Regions from separate parts of the Mus musculus genome. Here region 1 is linked to region 2. A link is a contact called in public Hi-C data. All regions are on one chromosome and are shown on one strand. Each heading gives the region's core, a stretch centred on a gene start, on an enhancer-like site or on the middle of the called end of the contact. The rest is flanking DNA. Distances are from core to core; before and after follow the strand shown.

The links. Hi-C and Micro-C count contacts between places; a contact is called where the count stands out from the background.
Region 1: a Hi-C map of cortical neurons shows a contact between it and region 2. The contact joins two enhancer-like sites. A contact is called at or near these places in 1 of 15 datasets of contacts at CTCF or cohesin (the NIH/3T3 cell line), 2 of 484 Hi-C or Micro-C datasets (cortical neurons and nephron progenitors) and 3 of 115 datasets of contacts at active chromatin or transcription factors (embryonic stem cells, epiblast stem cells and oligodendrocyte precursor cells).

Annotation. Positions count from the first base shown.
Region 1 is chr6:39,057,119-39,063,192 of GRCm38.p6, forward strand. All of the region lies in intron 9 of Tbxas1 (thromboxane A synthase 1, platelet), which reads left to right. Among named protein-coding and RNA genes, the nearest start is that of Gm46989, 5.3 kb to the left of the region's middle. Within about 2 kb of position 4,248, at least 21 of the 459 cell types and tissues checked have an H3K27ac peak or open chromatin away from gene starts, as enhancers often do. A contact at or near this core is called in cortical neurons, where this site is marked.
Region 2 is chr6:38,785,196-38,791,854 of GRCm38.p6, forward strand. The region is part of intron 2 of Hipk2 (homeodomain interacting protein kinase 2); the gene reads right to left. It overlaps 4930502C15Rik (a long non-coding RNA gene), which reads left to right. Exons shown (of 4, transcript XR_003956279.1): 4 at 1-6,659. Among named protein-coding and RNA genes, the nearest start is that of 4930502C15Rik, 51 kb to the left of the region's middle. Within about 2 kb of position 1,421, at least 40 of the 459 cell types and tissues checked have an H3K27ac peak or open chromatin away from gene starts, as enhancers often do. A contact at or near this core is called in cortical neurons, where this site is marked.

The DNA of each region.
Region 1 (6,074 bases), core at 2,998-5,497, 270 kb after region 2:
ATTCAAACAAATAATAAAAAACACAAAAAATGTAAAGTACTTGTAACTGTTATAACTGGGGCCCGGTAAATGTTACAGAGCAACTGACCCAATGCCATTTTCTTCCAGAAAGCAGCAAGTAGACCTTGGTACTTAGATGAGCAGCTGCTCTGACTGCACTGGGGTTTCTGGGTACATAAAATAAGTATTGAACCCACAAGACCTCAGAGTTTCCTTCCTGAGTTCCTTGACTGGTCTCCAGACCCACACACACCCCTGAGAGCATTGGTCTAACCACATATCTTTCAGCTTAGCATGGTCAGGACCACCCTCAAGCAGCCAGACTGGCAAGCAAGAATAAGATGTCCAGTTAAATGTGCATTTCAGATAAGCAATGCATGATATTCCTATAACACAAGAATGTCCTGTGCAGTATCACACACACACACACACACACACACACACACACACACACACACAGCTTAAATAAAAAGCACTTTTGGTCTAAATTCAGGTGGCTGTAGCAAAATCACCATAGGCTGGAGGCTGGAACAACAGACAGCAGCTTTGGGTCTGGGAAGTTCCAGAATGAAAGGGCTGGCAGATCCAGGTCCTAGGAAGCTCTTGCATCAGGGTCCATACCTTCTCTCTGAATACTCTCAGGGCTTTCCTTGGTGCTCCCCAGAGAGAGGGAGGAGGGCAGGTGCACTTGCCCACACTGCCCGCTTGTGAACACTAGTGTGAACGCAGGATGCTGAGGAATGCAAAGTCACACTACTCGAGTTTGCCTCCTATTCCGTTGATCCAGAGCAGACCCGACTTCACCCCGCAAGTACACTGTCTTGCATGGGACTTTCTGTGGTCACCCGAGGAGGATATACCACCGCAGTGACTCTGACTTCGGTGAACCAGAAGTTCAGCTCAGTCAAGAACACTGGCTCAGCATGGGTGAGGTCCCAGGAATCTTCATCTCTAACACCGCCAAGCAAGAAAGTGGGGGACAAAGGGGGAAAGAGAACAGAGCAAAGAGAACACATCCGGCCGTGTATAGCTGGGTTTTCTTACGCTGGTTTTGTTGTTAAATGCGTCCCTCTCTAGCACTATTCGCAGAAAGCATGCTGCTGAGCCTGCATCTCTTGGCCTAGGCTCTGAAGCTGCCTCTGCCTCTCCTTTGCTGAGCACTTTGAGCTGTTTCACCTGTCTGGCCTGTGGTTCCTCAAGACAGGTTTACATTTCTAGAACCTGGGGGTTTCCTCTCGTGTTTTCTTTCAAGTGTCCCATGATTGATAACCAGTGTCAGCAAGAATATTGGTGTCTAATTCTCTTCTCCTGAGCTGGTGCACAAAAATGCCTGCAGAGGCTGGAGGGGTCGTGCAGCAGTTAAGAGCACATACTGTTCTTGTAGGGAACCAGGTTTGAGTTTCCATCATGTCTAAAGTGGCTTGCAACTCCAGTCCTGGGGGGGGGGGGGGTTTCTAGCGCCCTCTTCTGGCCTTCACAGACACTGCATGCAAGTGAATGCACTTGCTGAATAAACAGCCAGGCAGACACATACATACATACATACATACATACATACATACATACATACTTACATACATACATACATATAAAATCAAAGTAAGTAAATAAAAAGAGCCTCAATTCTCAATGATTCTTAAAATCTGGTACCGAGCCAGGCAGTGGTGGCTCACGCCTTTAATCCCAGCACTCGGGAGGCAGAGACAGGTGGATTTCTGAGTCCGAGGCCAGCCTGGTCTACAAACTGAGTTCCAGGACATCCAGGGCTACACAGAGAAACCCTGTCTTGAAAAACAAACAAACAAACAAACAAACAAACAAACAATCTGGTACCAGATACTATTTGGGCCTCTAGATACTACTCTTGGACAACAAGGGTTTATCTTAATGGAGGAGAGCATTTTCCATGCCTGGCTTGGACTTGTCCCTACCCCCCACTTATACCCTGACCTTTGAAAACAGACTGAGTGGACAATAGGGATCTGAACGTGTGTGTGTGTGTGTGTGTGTAAGGAGATTCCTATTCTAATAAATCTCATCATGGTGGAGATTTTTTTTTCCCAGAAAATTCTGAGCCCAGACAATGGCTCATTTATTTGAAGTCATATTCAAAGCAACAGAACTCCAGGTCAACAAGAAGGATTTCTCTGATCTTAGAGTTGATTGCAAAGGGATTTACGACTCATGGACGGGGGTGGGGTGGGGTGGGGGAGCCATTTAATGATAGATTCTGGGCAGGTGGAAGGTGACCTTGCAAACAAACCTAAGATGGTCTGCTGGAAATGCTGTGACATGCTGTGGGACAAGGATCACCTACGGCAGTGTGAGACAGAAGCCCAGGAGCTCTGCCTGGGAGGATGTTTGGGTAAATATTTGGGCAGCCTTTGGCTACTGCTGCTACACTGGTGAACTGAGCTGGAGACCAGAGGAAATGGCTCTTGTCTCCCAGGCCCTCCAATGATACATTTTGATAAACATCCAGACAGGCTGACTCTGGCCCAAGCTATGTGAATATATCACATATGCCACAACCAGCAGAGAGCACGCTCCAGGCAAGGTGGCAGAGAGGGGGCAGGAAGCAGGAGGGCGGGAGAGGTCTAGAACCGGCTGTCTAAATTTAACAGGCAGTGGCTTTTAGGCCAAGTGGATAAAAAATAAATTCCAGTGCTCAGAGCTCTTATCTGTGTTTACCATTTCTCCAAACAGTGAGTGACCTACTCTGACTCTCAGGGTAGATTATCAACAAAAAGCACACAGGAAGTAGGGGTGGGTGGACGGTAAATCGTGGACCACTCCTCCTTCCCTTCCCGTGGCATTTACTTGGTCTGTCAGAGTGACTAAAATATGCTAGGGTCACAGAACTGTCTTTGAGCAGATGAGGCACATCCCTGGCACATCAGACCAACTCAGAGGTGAAGGCACCTTGGGGTCACCGACCCATTAACAAAGGTACCTGCTAATAGCACACAGCATTTCCCTGCCACATACGTGACCTATGGCACGTGACAGACACACTCTTGTTCCCTGCATTCGGTCTGTTCCCAGTTCTTGCAGGACACAGGACATGTGAGTTTCATATTATTCCCTGTTGCTCACGTCTTCTGTCCACCCTTGGTCTGCACACTGGTATCTGTTCTGGCCCAGCTCCTCCCCTAGCTGGCAATGCACTAACCTTCCATAGTCCTGACCCTGGCCCTTGATAAGGGGTGACCCATGTACTCATCAGCTTTTTGTCACAAAAGCAAATACTCAAGAAGGTCAATTAGTAAAGAGAAGAAGGGCTGTTTGGGCTCCCAGTGATGAGGCTTAGTCCTGGTTATTGGCCTTGGTTGCCTAGAACAAGCAGGATTCGGTGGAGTGAAGCCTTCAACTCATGGCTGAGATGTTAACAGAAGAGGAATGGGCTGGGGTCCCTCTACCCACTTCAAGGTCAACCTTCCAACAACTGGATGACCTCCCTCTAAGCCCCACCTCCTGCATTCTCACTTCTTCCAGAGAGCTCAGGGCTGCTGCTTTCCTGGATGAGCCTCGAATACACGGGCTGTCAGAGAGGGTTTAGAGCCAGATTACAGCAATCTGAGACGTTGTTCAGAGTCCCATACTTTCTAGTGACCCAGCCACCTCCAGTGGGCAGTAGCGAAGGCTCAGGCCCTCTGCTTTTCTCTCTCTTAATTCCCAAAGGCACAGATACTTTGTGTGACTGGGTTTCATCTCCCCACTTCTAGGTACAAGCTGCTGTCCCTAGGGGGTAGGGTGGGGGCCCTAACATAGATCTTTAGGAACCAATGCCTCCTCTATCTACCCCATGGATCCTGTTTCCATCTTTCTCTCAGTCACCAGCAGTGAAGCCTGTGGACCTCTATCTCCCAAGCCTCCCCCCCCCCGTTCTACTCTTCCCTTATAACAGTGGTTGTGATGCCCAGGTTGCATGTGAGAATCCCCTGGGGAGATTGGAAAACAACACCAATTGACGCAGAATGTCTCGGGGGTGACCCCACCCCATCCTAGCCCCAGCAGACAGCACCAAGATGGAGATGCCTAGCTTACATTCTCAGGCTGTGCCTGGAGCTCACTGTTTCTGCAATAACCCGCTGCCTTGTTTCCCAGCTCCTCCTACTCCATCTATTCTTCCTGTCCTTGTCAGATCACAAAAAATACCATTTTCACTGTATTACCTCCACTCCTCAGAAGCCAACAGTGGCCCCACCAGAACAATAAATCTTTGCATGAACAAATGAATGGCTTCCACGGCACACAATGAATCCCATATGCTCTGGGACTGCATCTTATCTCCCCTTCTCCACCCTCCCCACCTCCCACAGGCTGCTAAGCAATGCCTATCTGTGGAATGAGTGAATAAATACATTTTCTCTGCAAATTAAATGCAGTCCACTCTTCCTCCACACCCAGAGAGCAGGCCGGGTGATTTCACGATCATTTACAAAAGGGCTTATTTCTCTAAGCATCGAATACAATCAGCTCTGAGTGATTCATGCTAATGGAGAGGACAGAATGCTAAATATTATAAAACAGCAGCTAATTCAAAAGCGTAAATTTGCTTGATGCCAGAATGCACTTTTGCTCATGAGTGCTTTCACTGCATTTGATAATTGGGACAATTTTTTTAAAATATACTTTTTTTTTTAGATATGTCTGATCTGTCCCCATCTCCCCCTATACCACCCCAAGACACACACTAGTAGAATAAACAATTCAACTCCCAAAACAGCACCCAATTTTGTTGCCTCAACCCTTTCCCAGGATGGTTCAAATTGCTAGATCTCAGACTGTCAAAATGGGTCGAGGGAAGCCATGGGGGGAAACATGGAGTTGGAATAAATAGGAACACTTGCTCCCTTTTTAAGGATTCATCCCCAAAATTTCAGGCATCACAACCCATTTGTAGAAGAATTTGAAATATCTACTGCTACTGAGCCACACATATTTAGGACCCTGCCGCTTATTCCTGGACACATACCCCAGGAACCTGTGTACAAGCTCACCCCAAACCATAGTTAAGAATATTCACATCAGCTCTGTTCATGGTGGCCTTCAAACTGGGAGACACCCATAAGGGACAGGATGGACCCATGGCTATGTATGCACGGTAATGACGGCACACGCGAGCGTGTGCTTCGTGGCAGCATCCCTGACTAGTATGTACAATGCCCTGGGTTCCATCCTGAGCACAAAAGAAACAGCAAGAGGCAGAGGGGGTGTTACAACTACAGCTACGCTCAACACAGATAGATCACAGGCAACTCTGAGGAAATGGCTCAGACATGGAGCCTGCTTACTAAGCCTGCCACTGACAAAAGCCATAGGGGACAGGGAGACAAAACCATTGCTCTGTCAGGTACTTCTGAAATGGCTGGGACAGGAGTGGGGCACAGAGCACTACAGAGTTCTGGAATGTCCTGTGTCTTGGTTTGGAAGAGGGGAAGAAGGCCAAGGTAGGTAGTAGGCCAAAAGGCTTAGGGGGGGAGAGATCCATTACAAGGTGACAAAGGTTGGCCTGCGTCTCTCAGGGCAGTTCTGAGGACTGAATGGCATGCAGATGTGGGATCTCTGATGAGTAGAACAGAACCTCACAGGATGAAATGCTATGGTTTTTATTCGGTAAAGGCAAGATCCTACAGAGGGTTGGCACGGCCGGTGACGTTCAACCTGGGGCCTTATGTGGAGAGGGATGATGGTGGTGGTGGTAGTGATGGTGATGATGATGTGTGTGTGTGTGTTTGTTCATATGTGCATGTGCATATATGTGTGTGGTGTGTGTGCATGAATATGGTATGTTTATGTATGGTATGTGGTATGTATGTGTGTGCAGTATATGTATGTGTGTGTGGTATGGTATGTGTGTGTATGGTATGTGGTGTGTATGTATATGGTATATGTATATGGGGTGTGTGTATGTATATGGTGTGCGTGTGGTATATGATATATATATGTGGTATGTGTGAGGTATGTGGTCTATGTATGTGGTGTATGTGTGATATGTGATATATGTATGTGGGGTGTGTATATGTATGTATGTGGTGTATGTATGTATGTGTGTGGTATGTGGTGTATGT
Region 2 (6,659 bases), core at 171-2,670:
GACTTAAAGGATATTCTGTGTTCAAAGATACCTCAACTGATGGCTGCAATATCTTTATAGGAGGTTTCTTATGTCCAGACCCTTCCCACAGCTCTATTCTACTCAATTACTCTCATATTAACTTTCCCAATTAGGCCAGTCCTTGGTCAACAGAGCACCGAGTAAGCACTGGTGCTTTAGAACACCGCCCGGAGGTAGCTGCACTCGTCGTCGTTGCCTTATTCCTCTACAGCGGAATCCAGCAAACTGTCTGAAAAGTAAAAAGCAACTCAGCTCAGCAGGCTGTATATGCTGTAACTCCTTTCTGTGGCCAACTATTCATCTCTGCCTACACAGTACAAAGGGCTTAGGAGGCTTAGAAGAAGGACTGTAGATTCCAGGCCAACCCTGTCAACTCTACCCTATCACCACCAAAAAAAGGGCACCGAGACAGTAGATAAAGGAATGGATATATGGTCATTCTGCAGGCCTTACTTTACTTCCCCTGGCATGGAATTCTAGGCTCACCCATGTCAATTTCCTTGGCTGCCTACTCCCTGCCTTGCGTCCTTAAGCAGTCTTCATCATCATTACTGACTCTCACCAGATCTCAGCACCCACTACATCTTCCTGTTTGCCCTGCTGCTCTTCAAGAGATATCTGCCAGGGACCTCCTGTATGCTAAGGACTAATGCTGGTTTCTCAGAGTGGATGACAGGCATTTTTTTCTGGGTTTGTGGGCATTATGACAGAGGCAGGGTGACAGGAAGGTAGAAGACCTGCTGTTTGGTTCAGGACTGATGCCAAGTTCCCCTTCCTTTCAGCCACCACTATTCCTTCTCTCTACAATCAAACACCAGGAAGAAAGGGTGAGCAGCACAGTGCCAGGAAATGCCTCCCACAGCTCCTTGTACACTGCATACTCTAAGCACACGTGCTACATTGAACTGAGAGAAATCTAAATTATTCATGCCCTATTAATTGATATGTAAGTACACATTTCAAAATCTTACTTTTTCGTTTTTTGAGACAGGGGGTTTCTCTGTGTAGTTCTGGCAATCTTGGAACTCTGTAGACCAGGCTGGCCTCTGCCTCCCGAGTGCTGGGATTAAAGGAGTGCTCCACCACTGCCCAGCTCCTTACTATTTTTTAATGTATACATTACTACATTAGGATGTAAGGGTAGACTTCTAAGGTCTATGCCCATAAGGGAAACCAGAAATAAACACAAGCCTGAGGTACACACACATATATATTTGTATGTATTTATTAGCCAATAGTAACAATGAAATGACAACAGTATGACCACCCTCCGGCTGAATAAAATACCTTTTATTTAAACAGATAAGCAATTATGAAGATTTTAGGCTAAGGAGAAAGGGCTACTTTTAGCATATGGAATGGAGCGAAAGAATTATATATAGATACACTCACATGCTCGGATGTATCCATCTTTAAACAGCCTATCAAAACTGTCTAACACACTGCTGGCTATAAATGTGCTATACCTGACAGGGAGAAAATTCCATGAAAGATTATAAAAGCTTGCTAGAAGCATTAAAAATTTCCAGCCATTTCATTATTTGTCATTCAGCAACTGTTAATATTACTTTTTGTATTCTTAGTGAAGCTTGAAATTAACATGGCTTTTTGTTTATTTCTTCATTTCTGCACCCTTGTCAGCTCATCTCAGGAATGCAGTTTGTTAGCTGGCTTACTGCAGTGCCAAAGAGAAAGCTTGGGAAGCTTAAGCCGACTAGTGAAAGGCTCTGCATGAAAACACATTTGCGTTTTAACCTCTCAGAAGCAGAGCAGTTAACTTAAAATAAATATTTAACATCTTGGTGCTTTTATCAAGACTCGTTTTGACATGGACATGTTCCCCAGGGAACAAAGTCTACTGGAAAAAGTTGATTGAAAAGAAAAGGTGAATCTAGAATTTTCAAAGGAAAACCAATCTCCAGAAATGCTCCTCCCTCCAAAAATCATTAATCTGAATTGAACATAGGCTTAGCATTTTGAAGTCTCATAGGGAAGTAGTCCCAGGCAATGCCTCTTCTGCCCCAGCAATGTTTTTGTTGTGTGCCTGCCTGGCTGCTGCCCTACCCTGCTCCACCCCCATAGCTATTTCACACATGGATCCTGATTTACACCCAAGGCACCTTATTGCCCAGGAAGCTCAAGCAAGACGTAGATCTTGATAGGAGAGCTACCAAACACTCCTGGGGCACAGACAGGGCAGCAAGCCATAAGAAGTCTGGTCATCCCCTGGTAGGGACCATTTATTAAGTTTCTTTTGCTGACTTCACTCCTTCCTTACACAGTGCCTTGAGTTTTGAGAGGATGACATTTATAAGGGGTTGCTGGATGTGTTCTGAAAACTACAGAGCTTGACAGATATGAGTGTCCGATGCCCCCAGGAACAAGAGTGGTCAGTGATGGTAACCAAAATGGCTTTGCTAAATGGTTCAAATGTAGCAAAGTCATAAACAAACAAACAAAAAACCCAAAAGAACCCAAACCTCTCGGGATAAAATGGTCCAGAATTTTTCAGAAGACAGAATCCTGTCTCATTTAATATGTACACATTTACCTGAGCTTCCTATATTCCCCGCTCCCAGAACAAGGTATATCTTACAGGTAACTTCGCATTTGGGTGTGTGGCCACCTGCCAGACAAGGCTCCGCAGAATGACCTGAATATATCATTTTAAGTCTACTCCCATAGGACTGTCACCGGACCAGGGGGCCACTAAGTTACACAGGAACTGCATCTAGTTTTTCCTGCCCCATGAACTTCCTGTAAAGAGCATGGTCATACTGTATTCATCTCTCCTTTTTTTGGCACTAACTCACTGTAGAATAAAATCACGCTGAGTCACAGCATGACACAGCCAATCTCCATCTCTATTTTAGGCACATTTTACACACAGGAGCTGGCAACACACCTTTCCTGATATAAACACAGCTCTGACGGCCTGCAAATTTCAACTGGGTCAGTCTTGCTGCATTATTTGACTTACTTGAAACTTTATTTAAATTTAGTTTTTGTTTGGGCCAATTTTGATGATAAAATTTTGTGCTGCAAAACTGAGGACAGGCTAAGTGGAGGTGGAGGAAGGAGGGTGGACAGAGTGGGGAGGAGAGAGGAGGGAGGGAGAGAAGAGGGAGGAGGGAGGAGGGTGGAAGGAGGAGGGAGGAGGTGGCCCTGTTTTTCTGGTCCCTCCAAATGGCTTTATTAGCTGATTTTGAAAGTTTGCGGTACATTTTCAAAATGCTCAACACCCCACAATTAAACCAAACCACAAATCTACTTCCAAAGCCAAAGGATGCTGGATTTTAAAGCCAAAAAATGTACTGGGAAAACCCAGTGGTATACACCCCTTCTTCCCTTAGTTCCTCTCTCACCAAAATGTGTGTAAACAAGGCAGGACTGAAAGACATCTCTATTGAATGCTGAACACTATGAAAGGAAGTATCTCTGTTTCTGGGAATTCAGATTCAACTTGTTTGCTTTATACGAAAATTAAGGATGTAGTTGCCACCACCAGAGAACACCTTTAAAGATCTCTACAATAAAAGCTCCCATACTTTAGAAAATTTCTGACTTTCCAAGAAGCATACGGGATGTAGCCTGGATGTTTATGTGCCAAGCTGAGTATGCTATGGTAAGCTCTTTTCTTATGGGGAGGAGACTAGAGTTCCCTGTGTGTAGTCTTCCAGCATTCCTTCTTCATTCCGAGCTGAGGATGCTTCTAGGAGCCTCTCTTGGAGATGCTCAATTGCTCTTGACTTTCCTGTCTCAGCCCCTACCTGATGAGACTTTGGATTTAGGGCAGAGCCAGTGTTCAGGGTCAGGTACAATGTGGCTACTACTCCAGATTCTAATTTTACTTGCTATGGAGTGGAGACCTTTTAGAGTTCAGTCCTAAATGATGTCAGCAGTGTTATCACCCACCACATACCCTCCTTCACTCACACATACACTCATTTATTTACTCATATCTTCCACTGAGGACCTACAATAAGCACTGTACTGCTACCAGGGCACTGCGTAAGATCCACACCGAGGCTCAAGAGACTTCTATTTGATCAAGACCAGATAAACATGAAATTATGTGAGCAGATGTTAGCAATGAGGGTCCTGCTGGGGTACAGGACAGGCATGCCAATTCTGCCTCCTACAGGATCTACCTAGGCTGCTACTTCTCATAGAAGCTTCCCCTAGTCATCTCAGATGTGTCTGCCCCAGCCTCTAGGTCCCTTAGCTGAACAGGGACATGCAAGGCTCTTGCCTCCACAAGAATCTGTGTTCCTTCACAGCAGGATCTGCCACTTTCCCCTCATCTCTGAGCCCCTACTGTACCTAACATCCTCTCTGGCATGTGTCAGTGCTCGCAAATGTTTACTGTTGTTCCAAGTATATTCAATGGTAAACCACAGAAGTGAGACCTTCTGAGTACTGTACTGAAAGCCCACACACACCCATTTCCTCTGAAGACCTAGAAGACAAAGGCAGGGCCTCTGAACGCTAGACCTGCCAAGCTACAAAGAAGCTCTGTACTCCCCAAAGCTTTTGCTCCCCTCTCTAGCCTCATCCCTTACCTTTTGAATGGTGACGGTCCCTTCCTGAGGCTATTCAGCATCACAGAGTCACAGATGGGGAAGGCGAGCAGAAGTCCCATCTTTTTTGATGAAATATCAAGGCAATGCAGGGAAAGGAAGATGCCCTTTCATTCCAGAGATGAGACATTTTCACACCACGAGCTCACTAACAACTTGCACTGGCTAGCAATGAAAACAAGGCTATACAATATTTAGCATTTCCCAAAGGCCTGTAGTTTCAGATAGAGTCCAGGCTTTGACCTTCTTTATGGTCTTTCTGACACATATATGCTTTATGTTTTAGAATGAAGATACAGAAAGATCTGTGTTAATTATCTACTGCCACATAACCAATCACCATCATAGCTTAAAATAGTAGTTCTGTAGGTTAGAGATTCAGCAGTGGCCTAGCTGGGCGATATGGGTCAGGGTCTGTCAAGAAGCTATAATCAAGATGCTCCCTTTCCAAGTTCACTAACACAGCCGTTGGCTGAAGATCTCAGTTCTTCCTTATGTGGGCTTTTACAGGGCTGGGCTCACAATGGGAGACAAGGAACAGGCACCAAGGCAGAAGCCAGCATAGCATCTATAATCTAATCTTTGAAGTACTATGCCATCATTTCTGTCAGATCCTACAGAGCCCACAAATCAGCCCTGAATACTAGGAGATGAGGACCACTGGGAGCCGGCTACCACAGGCATACTCTAGCAATGGCGTTCATATATCTTCATTATGATTGGTTATTTCCTTTCCAAAGTCAGACAGACAAATGGACAGGTAGGTAGGTAGATCCATAACCCGGTATTATAGACTCACCAACAAAATTTTCAACAGATAGTTTTTTTTCCTCCTATGTCCTTAAAGGACTACTGATACATTAGAAAGAATCTGTAATTACAAAATAGGGTCAGAACTTTCAAATGGAGATATCCAAAACTTTCTTATTGTGAGAAATGGCATTAAGTACATTCATTTCATATTATTGTATCTTCATCTCCACCTACTACATCTAAGTCTAATGGAAATCATACATACCTATTAAGCAATAACTCCAGCACCCGTAACCCCTGGTAACTACTGTTCTACTCACTGTCTCTTAGAATCATACTATTTGTCTATTTGTATCTCACCTTCTGGGGCATGTGTGTGTGTGCAAATGTATGTGTGTTTTTATTAGTAATCAAACCCAGAGCCTTGCGTATTCTAGGTTTCAGCAGCCCAATTTCCTTTCTTTTCAAAGTGTGGTAGCATTTTAGTGTGTGTGTGTGTGTGTGTGTGTGTGTGCACATGTGTGTGCACATGTGTGTTTATATTCTATTGTATATATGCTATATGCTATTTCTTCATTAACTCTCTTTCTTTAAAAAAATTATTTATTTTATGTATATGAGTACACTGTAGCTGTCTTCAGATAATCCAGAAGAGGGCACTAGATCCCATTACAGATGGTTGTGAGTCACCATGTAATTGCTGGGAATTGAACTCAGGACCTCTGGAAGAGCTGCCAGTGCTCTTAACTGCTGAGCCATCTCTCCAAGCCCCTCATTATCTCTTAATAGACACTTTGCTCTACCTTTTGACTGATGTGAACAATGCTGCTGTGAGCATGTGTATTCAAGCATTCTATAATTATAAAAACCAAACATATTTGAACATGTTAAACATGAGTGAGCTGAAGGATGAAGACCTTCCTGCCCCGCTGGTAGACAGTCCTTGGCCTGCCTGAGGCTAGGGCCTAGCCTAGTGATCGTAGGCAATGGCTACAGAGAAATGCAGTTTTATTCTATTCAAATGCACTGGGGGGATTGGAGAGATGGTTCAATTGGTAACCATAAAACCCAAGTTCATATCCCCAAGTAAAAGTCCTAAGTGGTAGCCAGCATCCATGACTCCAGTGGTGAGAGTTGGGGAAGGCAAGAAGACAGGCAAATCCTTGGAGCTCATTGGCCAGCCAGTTTAACCAGTCAGTGAGTACCATGGAGTACCCTGCTTAGTAGAGACCCTGTCTCAAAACACAAAGTGGAAGAGTGTTGAGGAAGCACTGTGATGACTACTGCCCTCCACATGCATGTGCA